Regions from separate parts of the Sus scrofa genome. Here region 2 is linked to region 1. Evidence: chromatin contacts called from public HiChIP or PLAC-seq data. All regions are on one chromosome and are shown on one strand. The core of a region is the stretch at or near the end of the contact, and the rest is flanking DNA. Distances in the headings are between cores, read along the strand shown.

The links. HiChIP or PLAC-seq counts read pairs in DNA pulled down with a chosen protein or histone mark.
Region 2: an H3K27ac HiChIP or PLAC-seq map of alveolar macrophages shows a contact between it and region 1. The contact joins two enhancer-like sites. A contact is called at or near these places in 7 of 47 Hi-C or Micro-C datasets (embryonic fibroblasts, fibroblasts, heart right ventricle and 4 more) and 2 of 2 datasets of contacts at active chromatin or transcription factors (alveolar macrophages and skeletal muscle).

Annotation. Positions count from the first base shown.
Region 1 is chr16:24,628,319-24,634,247 of Sscrofa11.1, forward strand. The region is part of intron 2 of DAB2 (disabled homolog 2); the gene reads right to left. Among named protein-coding and RNA genes, the nearest start is that of C9, 55 kb to the left of the region's middle. Within about 2 kb of position 3,778, at least 4 of the 83 cell types and tissues checked have an H3K27ac peak or open chromatin away from gene starts, as enhancers often do. A contact at or near this core is called in alveolar macrophages, where this site is marked.
Region 2 is chr16:24,703,267-24,709,195 of Sscrofa11.1, forward strand. All of the region lies in intron 2 of DAB2 (disabled homolog 2), which reads right to left. Among named protein-coding and RNA genes, the nearest start is that of DAB2, 71 kb to the right of the region's middle. Within about 2 kb of position 2,460, at least 14 of the 83 cell types and tissues checked have an H3K27ac peak or open chromatin away from gene starts, as enhancers often do. A contact at or near this core is called in alveolar macrophages, where this site is marked.

The DNA.
Region 1 (5,929 bases), core at 2,528-5,027:
TTTAAACACAGGCAAGTCATCTAAAACTTTTCTTTTTCAGAAAACAAATGCAAGAAACACCGTCTGATACTTAGTTTCTTCTTTAATAGCCTGGCTGAATTATACTAAATCCCATTGTGGCTTCCCTTTCTAGGCAGACCTCACATTCACATCATCTTCAAAGTCGTGGCTTGAATGTTTCTGTACCTTTCTGCAACTCATGTTTCAGAGATATACTGGGTTTTGAATAGTTTAATGGAAGAATATGCAGCTGCCTTGTAACATCAGCACAGAGCAGACAAACTGAGGTGTATGTAGTACGTTTGTGTGGACAGGTGGGGTTTCCCTTTTGTTGTGTTTCTGTATATAGACCAAAACCACAAAAAAGTTTTTATAGTTATATAGACCCAACACAAGATCAATTTTAGTTACCTTACTCTATTATGTTGTCTCTGGTCCTGGGTGGCTTTTTCAGTAGAATATGCCCTTTGTTTTAGTGTTCAACCTACCCTCAAAGTTGGCATTAACTTTCCACAAGAGACTTGCCACAGGCTTATATTTCCACATCTGAGATGATTTATTCTAGCTGGCAAGACATCCACAGCCAACAGGGCACTTGGGCTTCACCTCCAAGAATAATGATGGTCCTGCTAACCCTCATGTCTAATGATAATTTTTAAAAAACATTTACCATTCTTATTCTTATCTGTGTGCTTGATATATCAATTATTACTTAATGGATGGTTCTTCATGATTTATCTTACTTCCCTCAGAGAAGACTTGGCTGCTTTTAAACAGGATGAAGGAAAAAGAGTCATTTGAAAATAAAAGAGGACTTTCTATGTATTTGTCAAATTTTAGGTTTACAGAGGACCAGCAACCTCATAATCATCCCCCCCCTCCCCCACAACACCAAGTCTCTACCATGCTAAGGATTAGGAAGTTTCCAGAATGCTTTCTAAAAGGCCAGGGGGAACTCATCCACAAGAAAAAAGGCTTATAGGCTCCTTTGCTTACTTCTTGGTTTCTGGTCAAATTAGATAGGTTGACAGATAAGAAATTCCTTGGTAATTGCAGGTTCTGTCAGACAAGGAGAAAGGTGAATGTGCCAACCCGTTTTCTTGCTTTTGCGGCGATATATTAATTCTACTCAAGTGTTGAAAATTTAGGAGACAGGTTCCAAAAATGGTTTGAAATTGTTAACCCACCTGCTTTGAACTTCTGTGACCACAAATATTCTAAAAAGCTGCTGCAGAGTGAGATGGACAAAGTGGCGGAAAGGCACAAGCATCCTTGAGCTAATATTCACACTGTCATTATTCTCTCATCTTTTGAGCAATGGTGTGTTGGGAAATTGGACCGAATAAGTATCTAGAGGTAAATCAATGCATTTTTAAACTGAGGGATGGACAAAATCTAAACGGTAGCACATTAGCCCCTGCTAAATGAAAGACTTGGGGTTTTCACTGCTGCGCGGTTAACCACATTGAAGCAACTACATTGAACAATAAAGTGTCCTAATGTATCAAAATATCAGTCTTTGGTTCATTCACTGCAAAGATGGATGAGCATAAGAAGTTCCAATTACACTTAAAAAACCTACCCCTTAATATCAGACTTTTGCTTATAAAGTCTAAGTAGGTGAGAGAGGTTTTGTTTCATGAATTCTATACATAAATCCATGTGAATGTAATCAAAATGATACCAGTTATAGTCATGCATGGTAATAAATACACTTCCACAAACATGTCTAAACATCTGCCTTGGGGATCATGATGAACAACTGGCAAGTCTGGAAGAGTAATTTGAGAAACCTCATATCTACTAAGGCCTTCTGGAAAAAAAGCCACCCCTAAATGATTCCAAACATCGAACATTATTAATCTAAAGATACTTTTAGGAAGTCAGTTTCTATTCCACCTTCGGCAAGTTATTTACGTGACTTCTACAAACAAGGTTAAAATGGATGTGGCATTCCAGGGAACTAAGTTAAGAGTTCTTAGACAATGAAGACACAGCTTTCTTACGAGGTCTTCTTTCTTTGTTGTCATGATCAAAGAACACAAGGAAAGATCTCAAGTATCACCTTAATCTGTACAGATTTTGAAAAGTTTATTCTGGGATTTAAAGAGTGACTTTGAAGATCTTCTAACATATATTAAACTTCACTGTTTTCTTAAGTCATCTTTTCTAACATTAAAATCATTCCAGGGCTGGGGAAAAGGGGAAAAAAATCAAATTTATACCAGCTGCATTAAAAACAAGCTATCTAAGAAAAGTGTCCTGGTTATGTCATTAGACAATTTTTCAAAGGCTCAAGTCTTGACTATTTCATTTACTATTTTCTCTTTTTTATTTTTTTGTCTTTCGTCTTTTTAGGGCCGCACCTGAGGCATATGGAGGTTCCCAGGCTAGGGGTCGAATCAGAGCTGCAGCTGCCGGCCTACACCACGCCACAGCAACATGGGATCCAAGCTGCGTCTGACACTTACACCACACAGCTCAGGGCAACGCTGGATCCGTTAAAGAGTGAGGCCAAGGATCGAACCTGCATCCTCATAGATCCAAGTTGGGCTTGTTAACCACCGAGCGACAAAGGGAACTCCCTATTTTCTCTTTTTTTAAAGATAAGTTCTTGAGGCAGCATGAACAGATGACTTTGAGGAACTTAGAAAAATGCTATTTTTCTTTCCCAGGATCAACATAATTTTGTTTTTGTTTTACTTCTGATCTAGATATTATTCTACAAGATTAAAGAAGTAACAAGTGTCTTATCTTTATATGAAGTAATATTTAATGCAATATTCTAGTTCCTATAAACCTATACCACTACCCTGATAAAAAACTCAGTTTGGATATTTTAAAAGGAAATAAATGCATAACTAAATAAATCAACAGTTCATATAGTGACCAAGGAATTGGTGCCTCCCAAAGAGCTTAACATGTTTGAAATGATAAACTTATATACTAGGAAAATCTAGCTTTTCTGACTTTGTGGACTATAAAGACTGATATATTAGATCTATGTGTGGTCTTTTAAAATGTGTAATAGCATTAGTTTCACTCTAATGCTGGGTAACCTTCTGACTTGAGTTGATAATGTGAGTACTGTATTGTCTAACAGTTGTGCTAAAAGCCTGTGAAATATATTCAGTTTTCTAGTTCTCAGAGCTTTAGCTAGAAATGATGGAGTTCCCGTCGTGGCTCAGTGGTTAACGAATCCGACTAGGAACCATGAGGTTGTGGGTTCGATCCCTGGCCTTGCTCAGTGGGTTAGGGATCTGGTGTTGCTGTGAGCTGTGGTGTAGGTCACAGACGTGGCTCAGATCCCGCGTTGCTGTGGCTCTGGCGTAGGCTGGCATCTATACCTCCGATGAGACCCTAGCCCAGGAACCTCCACATGCCATGGGAGTGGCAATAGGAAAGGCAAAAAGACCAAAAAAAAAAAAAAAAAGAAAAAAAGAAAAAGAAAAGAAATGATGTTGAGTATTTGTCCTTCGCATCCAGTTATTATACAAAACCTGCCTAGCACTCAGAATCTCACGTATCACTTGGCTTGGCTTTAGGGCAAGCAGTTGGTCAAAAATCTGGCTCACTACAGGAAGACTTTCCTAGAATAAATGGATAAGATGAGAATCCTTCCTTCTCCCAGGCCAGTCGAATGTATCACCCCTGCTGGGTTTCATCACCTTCTTAACATGACAAATCATGGGGATGCCATGTGGGTCTAGAGTTTTAGCATGAGATGAACTGGTAGATACAGCACGTTATCACAGGCCACTTTGCTGGGCTTCCACTGAGACCTCCCGGCTCATTATTAGATGTCATATTTATATTCAACTATAAAAAGATTTCTGATTAGTCTACACAGGAATGTCAACATCAATGATTCACTGGGAAGGAAGTATCCTTGCTTCATAAAAAATGTAATATTTAAGCAAGCTGTTTCTTTAGCTTTTGGAGCAATCTCATCTGTTCTCTGAACCATTAATGACCTGTTGCAAAATTCTGTGTCTGCCAAGTCATTGGCATTTAAATACTTGAGGAAAACATGAATGGATATACATGAACAGAGAGGAACTCCATTTGTAGCCTCTCTTTACAGTCTATTATGGTCATTAAATAAAACTAACCTGAGTTGGTCCTTGAACTTTTAGATTCACTCCACAGTGGCATCTGGTATTTTCTAGTCTTATTATGTAGGCATTTTTAGCATCAGAGAATGCAATTAGATCATTTGTTTCCTTAGCTCAACTCTTTAGCCCCGCGCGAAGACAAGTTGAAAGACACTATTAAGTTCCTAATCCAATCTTTATTAAAAAAGACTCAATACTGTAGACAAGGAGGATAAGACAAATCCTCAAAAAAGTAATGATCAAGCTTTTCTATAACCCAATGCTGCCTTCTAGTGCAGTAAAATTTGAAATTAGGAATATGTTTATAATTGTAATTTTCTTTCTTTTCCATCATGGTTTATTACAGGATATTGAATATAGTTTTCCTGTGCTCTATAGTAGGACTTTGTTGTGTATCTATTTTATTATAGTAGTTTGTGATAGAGTGGTAATGTTTTAAAAATCAGAATGCATTCCTTAAATTACAGAAGTGTGTAGGCAAGGAATTCCACCAAAGAAAGTAGTGAGAGAAACAACACTAACACGCATTCTCAGTTTCTCTAAGATGAACAGTGTTTTAGGTCTCATTAACAGAAGCAGGATATAAAATTTTTTTCTCAGAGTCAGTCTTTCCAGTGTTGAGGGTCTCTCACTGAAATGTCATTCTACCTTTGCATCTCCACCGAAGAAATTCCTTTAAGAGTCAAGTGCCATTCCTGTTGACTCTTAAGAGCATGTCACCCGTCTCATACTATGCCTAGTCAGTGTGACTCCACAGATGGTGAATCACTGGCTTTACCCCAGATTTTGCCCTGAGGCCATGCCATTCGAAAATTTAAAAGGCCTCCAAGTACTGGCAGCTTTTTTCATTGCTGTGGAGAGCATACAGGGTATAGTGATTGATACCTGCTCAAAGCCACTACGACTTCGAGACAGGAAACAAAGTTACCCCTAAATGCCATTGGTCAGTACCAAAAAATTAATTCATGTAACAAATCTATGTCCCTACTACGTGCCAGGCACTATTCTAGAGGTTGGGATACATCAGTGAGCAAAAGAAACATCTATTACCTTATAGGGTTTACACACTAGCAGGGGAAACCCATAAGTGGATTAGAGTCTTTCAGAACGTAACAGGTGCTCTAGAAAAAGTGATCAGAGTAAAGTGAGTTGGAGTACAGGGTTGGGGACAGCTTTCATAGGTTTTTTGGAAACACAGAAGGAATATCATATTATTAAAGGTTAAATTTATTGAACACTCATTATATGCCAGGTGTGATGCTATGTCTCTCTCATTTAGTCCTAGGGGAAGGTATCCTCAATCCATCTTGACAAGAGTAGAAACTAAAGTACGGAAGTTCATCAGCCCTCTAAAAGTTGCACACGTCTAATATCTATGCTCTTAATTTGTTTTAGAACAACCCAGGCAAAAAGGGAGAATTAATCCAGTTCTTCCAATAGGTGGAATGGGCATTAGCCAGAAATACATTTGGGAAAGAGGAATTGATATCAATGGGAGAAGGATATTTATGTCACCTTGGCCAGAATACTGGACCCATGCTGGGTTATACTATGGGAAAAGGTTGAAAAGCAGGTCAGACTGGATGGGTTTACAGAATTATATTTTGTCTAGACGGTACTGAGAAGACTTTGAGGTTTTGAGCAATGGTGTGGAGGTCAGGGTGGTGACAAATCCATGTATGGAGCCATGGCATCAAAGAGTCAGATAGCTTTGTAGTATGATAGCTGCACGAACTTGCCATTTTGAGTGATTCAACACTGCCGGTTTCTTTCATTTAATTACTTGGCTAATCTTTTGGAAACAAAGCCTTTTA
Region 2 (5,929 bases), core at 1,210-3,709, 74 kb after region 1:
TTCATATGTTCTTCCATATTAGAGTTTAAGTGAGGATAAAATAAGATTACGCATGCAAAGCCATAGTATAATGGCTACTATCTAGAAAATGCTCATAAATATTAGCCATTATTATTGGTTAACTCTAATATTTTTGTGTCATACTATTTATTCTAGATTGTCTTTCATATCTAGAAACCCCCAAATTATTTTTGAAATCTAACATATTTTATTTGTAAAGTATGATGGCTCTATCTAAAGAGAAAGGAGATTATAGTAAACAGATAATCTCCATGTCTGTTTTAGGTTAATAATTTGAACTCTCTTCTCTTCAGTTACAAAAAAATGAATAAGTAACACAATGGGCTTATTTGAAACTTTCTTTTACTTCTTCTTTGGCTATTGGTATTTTATGAAATTGCTAAGTGAAACAGTGCAAGGAAAGAAAAGAAGAGGCAAATGGCACAAATAGCAAATTGTAGATTTGTTTCTTGAATATTTAGATAAGAGAGAACATTTCTTACAAAGTATTAAAATAAATTCCTATTTGTTTCAATGGTAACTTCGTGACCTGGTGAAAGGGAAGAATGATTAGTCAATTTTATGGTGGGGAAACTGAATATGGAAAATCCCAGAAAAAATTGGCGCAATTATTCATGCTTATTGATACTGCTTTCTCCAGTCACTGAATCGTACTATCTCTTGGCTGATTCATTCTTTCACTACTGTTGAGCAAATATCTATCCAGCATCTTCTATGTGCTAGGCATTTTTCTAGATGTTAGGGATAGAGAAGTGAGTAAAGCAGACCAAAACCCCTGATTTTGTGGAGCTGACCAAAAAAGAAAAAAAAAAGAACAAAAACTTCCTTTTATGGTATATAGCAATACATACTACAGAGCAAATTAAAGCAGGAAAGCAGGATGGGGAGTAGGGTTACAATTTTTGTGAGAGCGGCGATTGGGAAGGTGCTCACTGATAACATGACATTTGAGTCAAGGCTTGAAAGAGGTTGGGGGAGATAATCAAATGGGGATCTGGGGAATTGCTTCCCAGGCAGAAGGAACAGCACGTGCAAAGACTTTCAGGAGAAGGATACAAACTGAGGAACAACAAGGCCAGGGTTGAGTGAACAAAGGAGACAGAAGGAGGGTCAGGAAGTCTAAGGTTTGGCAGGCCATCCTGAGGACTCTGGTTTTGACTGGTGCTAAGTTGCAAGGGTACTTGGAAGTTTCTAAAAGAGGAATGGCATGATCCAGCTTAAATTTTATTGGGATCACTCTGTCCTGAATGGAGAATAGACAATGGAAACCAAGGATTGAAGCAGGAAACCAACTACAAAGCTATGGGAATAATGGGCACAAGTTCTAGTAGAGGAGGTGGTGAGAAGCAGCAAAGACTGACAGAATTGGCTGAATATATTTGATGAGGTTTGTGAGAGAAGGAGAAGAGCTGAGAAGGACTCCAGGGTTTTTGGACTGAAAAACTGGAAGGATTGAGTGGACATCATTATCTGAAACATGCAACGTCTCGGTTCCAGAAATAAAGCTGCAAATTCATTCAATGGTAAAATCATTTTCCTTGCACTGTACTCATTTGAAATGTGTAATTTTAATTTGAGCAAGGGCTGAGATAACATCTACTGTTGTCTTTTCTGGAAATAATAGACGGTTTAAAGAAATAAATCACTTTAAAAAGACTCCAGAAAAGGATCTTTGGACAGGAGTATGTTTCAAAACTCAACAAACAGATTTTTAAGCAAGCATATTCTCCTGGCTCCGTCGCAGACTCAATGATAATGGAAGGGGCGAGTCCCAGATTTAGGTATTTTTTAAAGTCTCCCTAGATGATTCCAAGCCCCAGCCTTATCCTTTTTATTGCTATCCCTTCACCTTAGTCTGGTGAGAACTACTGTATTCTGTGAAGCTAGCTGATGTTTTAAGTACATGTAAAGCAACTTGGAAAGGGCTTGTATATCATAAACCATACACTGGTTGCGTTTTTGCATTCCTTAAAGCGGTTTCCTTCAGCTCTGTCTGCCTTTTGGAATGACAATGCTCCTAGAATTTTTGAAATATCTTCGTCCCAGCCATAGACTTAATGGTGTACATTGAGGCTGACAGATTGATGACTGTTTACTGGAAGTCTGTGTTAAGAAACATTCTGAGGCTGCTCCCAGGGCTAATAGAAAGTTTGCTGCGGCAGATGAATAAAATTGCCCATGGGAGCAGGACGGAAAGTTCCTCTCCATGTACCACATATTAACCACCCCATTCTAGTCCTGAAGTTCATTTCAGGGAACTTTGCCTGTGGCCCCGAGGCCGTTAGTGGTCCCAGGGCTCCATTTAGCACAGTCCACATACCACGCCATCCATGTTACCCTAGAAAAGAAAGGCCTGATACACACACACACACACACACACACACACACACACACACATCTTTACATACAACAACCTAAATAAGTCCAGACTTCTTACTAATCTAGACAGATCTGAGTCACTGAGTTTTACTCTACATGAATGGCAACTTCCTTAAAAGAGTCTTCCTGTTGTTTTTATTTGTTTCTTCCTTCCCTTTTATTTTATTTTTAAAGATTTTATGATTTGGCATGAAGTAGAAACACTGAAATAAAAACTATATTTTATAGACTACAGTGGATTTACAGCTAACACTATGATCCCCAAAAATGAGCAGAAAGAATTTTTTTCTTTCAGTCTCCAGGGCCATGGAATGTAAAGGAAATGGCTGAACAGCAGCTGCAAACAATTACTAAGCATTTTCAATGGTCTTGCGAAATGCCATGAATTCAGAGCATCATTTCAGAAGCCTGGAGTGCATCCCTCTTCAAGGAGTGCACCCCTCTTCAAGGAGTGCACCCCTCTTCAAGGAGTGCACCGCCGTCGGCCAAACCCATATTCTGCCCCTCCCTGGCTAGGTTCCCCCATCAGCCTTGAAGAGGCTCTGGCTCCTGACACCCTAAAATAAAGATCCTCGCTCTTTTTCTTCTTGAACTCCCTCTCCTTGCCTTGCTTTTACTCTGTCTTCCAGAGTATATTTCTTAGGATTCCTTTAGTTTCAGCACATCACAATTCATAAATGCAGAAACTGGCTCCTGGAAAGGCACAGCTCCATTCCGCACATGCAGGAGGAAATTTTCCTTTCGTCCTGTCCAACATAAGTGAGCTAATCATGAAAGGCTGCCCGGATGAACTTTCCTATTATTGCACTGGGGATTCTTGAGTTTGAGCTGACTAAAAGAGAGATTTTTCTGAAGAAACTTAACTCCTTAGACTGACATGTGAATCCACAACATAAAATGTAACTGGAATGTGCATGGTCGACTACGGTTGCCATAGCCAACTTGAACTTGTGGTCAGAGAGAAAATGCCCTGGGGGTGATTAGTGGACAGTGTAGGAGTGAGGGGCTGAAAGAAACTTCAGTGACTTAACCAAAGATCTGGATGGGAAGAGTGGATGGGCTGAGGATGTTCCAGGCCTGTTTGTAGCTATCACACGAGGCTCTTGATTACACAATGGCCCCAAGTCACATCATGGAGATTGAAAAAGTCAGCAATCATGGATTCACCTATTTCTTGTTAAGAGTTACCTTTCTGTCGAGGCCACAGTGAAAGAGTAACTTTGCACTGTGGTTATTCAACCCAACTAGGCCAGGTTTCTGGATGAGCAAAAAACTGGCAGAGGCTTTAGAAAAGACACTTTGAGGAGTTCCTGTCATGGCACAGTAGTTAACAAATCTGACTAGGGACCATGAGGTTGTGGGTTCAATCCCTGGCCTTGCTCAGTGGGTTGAAGATCCGGCATTGCCATGAGCTTTGGTATAGGTTGTAGGCTCAGCTCAGATCCCGAGTTGCTGTGGCTGTGGTGTAGGCCGGTGGCTGCAGCTCTGATAAGACCCCTAGCCTGGGAACCTCCATATGCTTCAGGTGTGGTCCAAGAAATAGCAAAAAGACAACAACAACAACAACAAAAAGACACTTTGATCTCTCTTCTTATATATATATATATATATATATATATATTTTTTTTTTTTTTTTGTCTTTTTGCCTTTTCTAGGGCCACTCCTGCGGCATATGGAGGTTCCCAGGCTAGGGGTCCAATCGGAGCTGTAGCCACCGGCCTACGCCAGAGCCACAGCAACGCTGGATCCGAGCTGCGTCTGCAACCTACACCACAGCTCACGGCAACGCCGGATCGTTAACCCACTGAGCAAGGGCAGGGACCGAACCCACAACCTCATGGTTCCTAGTTGGATTCATTAACCACTGTACCACGACGGGAACTCCTCTTCTTATATATTTTAAAGGAGTCAACAATTGGATGAAATACAAACATTTTTCTGACTATCATATGCTCAGGTATCTTACGTGTGGGAAATAGATGAGATAAAAGACTGGGTTTGTTGGTTCCTAAAAGAAAGAGTCTTTCTTTTTTTTTTTATTTTTATTATTTTTTTTATTTTCCCACTGTACAGCAAGGGGGTCAGGTTATCCTTACATGTATACGTTGCAATTACAGTTTTTTCCCCCACCCTTTCTTCTGTTGCAACATGAGTATCTAGACATAGTTCTCAATGCTATTCAGCAGGATCTCCTTGTAAATCTATTCTAGGTTGTGTCTGATAAGCCCAAGCTCCCGATCCCTCCCACTCCCTCCCCCTCCCATCAGGCAACCACAAGTCTCTTCTCCAAGTCCATGATAGAAAGAGTCTTTCTTACTTTGTGTTCTAGTCCATCTGTCAGGTGATATAACAGTGTCCCATCCAGAGTGACAGCATGAGGACACCTTCCTTTACAGGCCTCCACCCACCCTGACATCCTGCCCCTTTGGTATAAATGCTCTTTCTCAATTTTAGGGACAGACTGAAGGGGAGGGGAGTGGAGACAGCAAAGCTCTGGCATCCTTGTCATTTCGACACTGGGTAGTTTCAGATCTCAAGGTGAATCTGTGTTAAGGAAAATGACTCTCTTTGTGAGTCCAAAGCAAAATAACATGTTCTGATGGTCTGCCCTCTAGTAAGGAAAATATTCCTGAGACCATCATATGTTAAGCTTGAGCAAAAGAGTGATTGTGAAATGTCAAAGTTGAACTTCAGGACACAACCAAGAAAGTGTAATAAAGATGCTTAGATCATGTAATGAAAAATACATAGTCTAGAGTTAGGATTAGAATGTATTCCTATAATTTTGGGATGAATTATTAGGAATCATAAACATCTGAAGTTGCAGATATCTGAAGCAAAATGTTAGTGCTGTTTGTTCCCCTTTTCTTCCCCTGCTCCTGTATTTTTACTGAAGTAAAGATATTTTTGCTTCCGTGTGATGTTACTGTCCACCGGACCACATGGCAGGATCATCACCTGCCTCTGCTGGATGACCAGCAGTCCGCTCAGAATGACAATTACATTCTCAAGTCGAGATTTTTGGTAATGAATGACCTCTGTATTTATTTATTCTTTTTTGAGCAGTTCACATTTTTAAATTTAACATGCAATCCTTGTAAGGAGAAAATAAACATCCGCCCTATGGTTGTAGACATTATAAAGAGTGGCAGGAAGTGAACCAAAAAATAATTGGGGAAATACAAGAAGTCCTGCAACTGCTGAGATTTACAGGGACCCTGCCAAAAACTGAAACTGTTTAAGCTCAAATAGCTAAGGCTGAAAATACTGCATTATTTGTGAAAGAAACTTAAGTCATTATCTATCTATCTATCTATCTATCTACCTACCTACCTATACATCTATCTATATCTTGTCCATTTCCATCTTTTGTGGCAATAGATCAGATTAAATAGGAGTACAGAGGAATTAGGTAAACTATTCAACATAATATACTGTTGATGAAAATAAAAAAGAACTAATTAACTAGGGTGTATGTAAATATTTAGATGGTTGAATCATATGTAGGAATTGAAGAGATGAGTCCTTC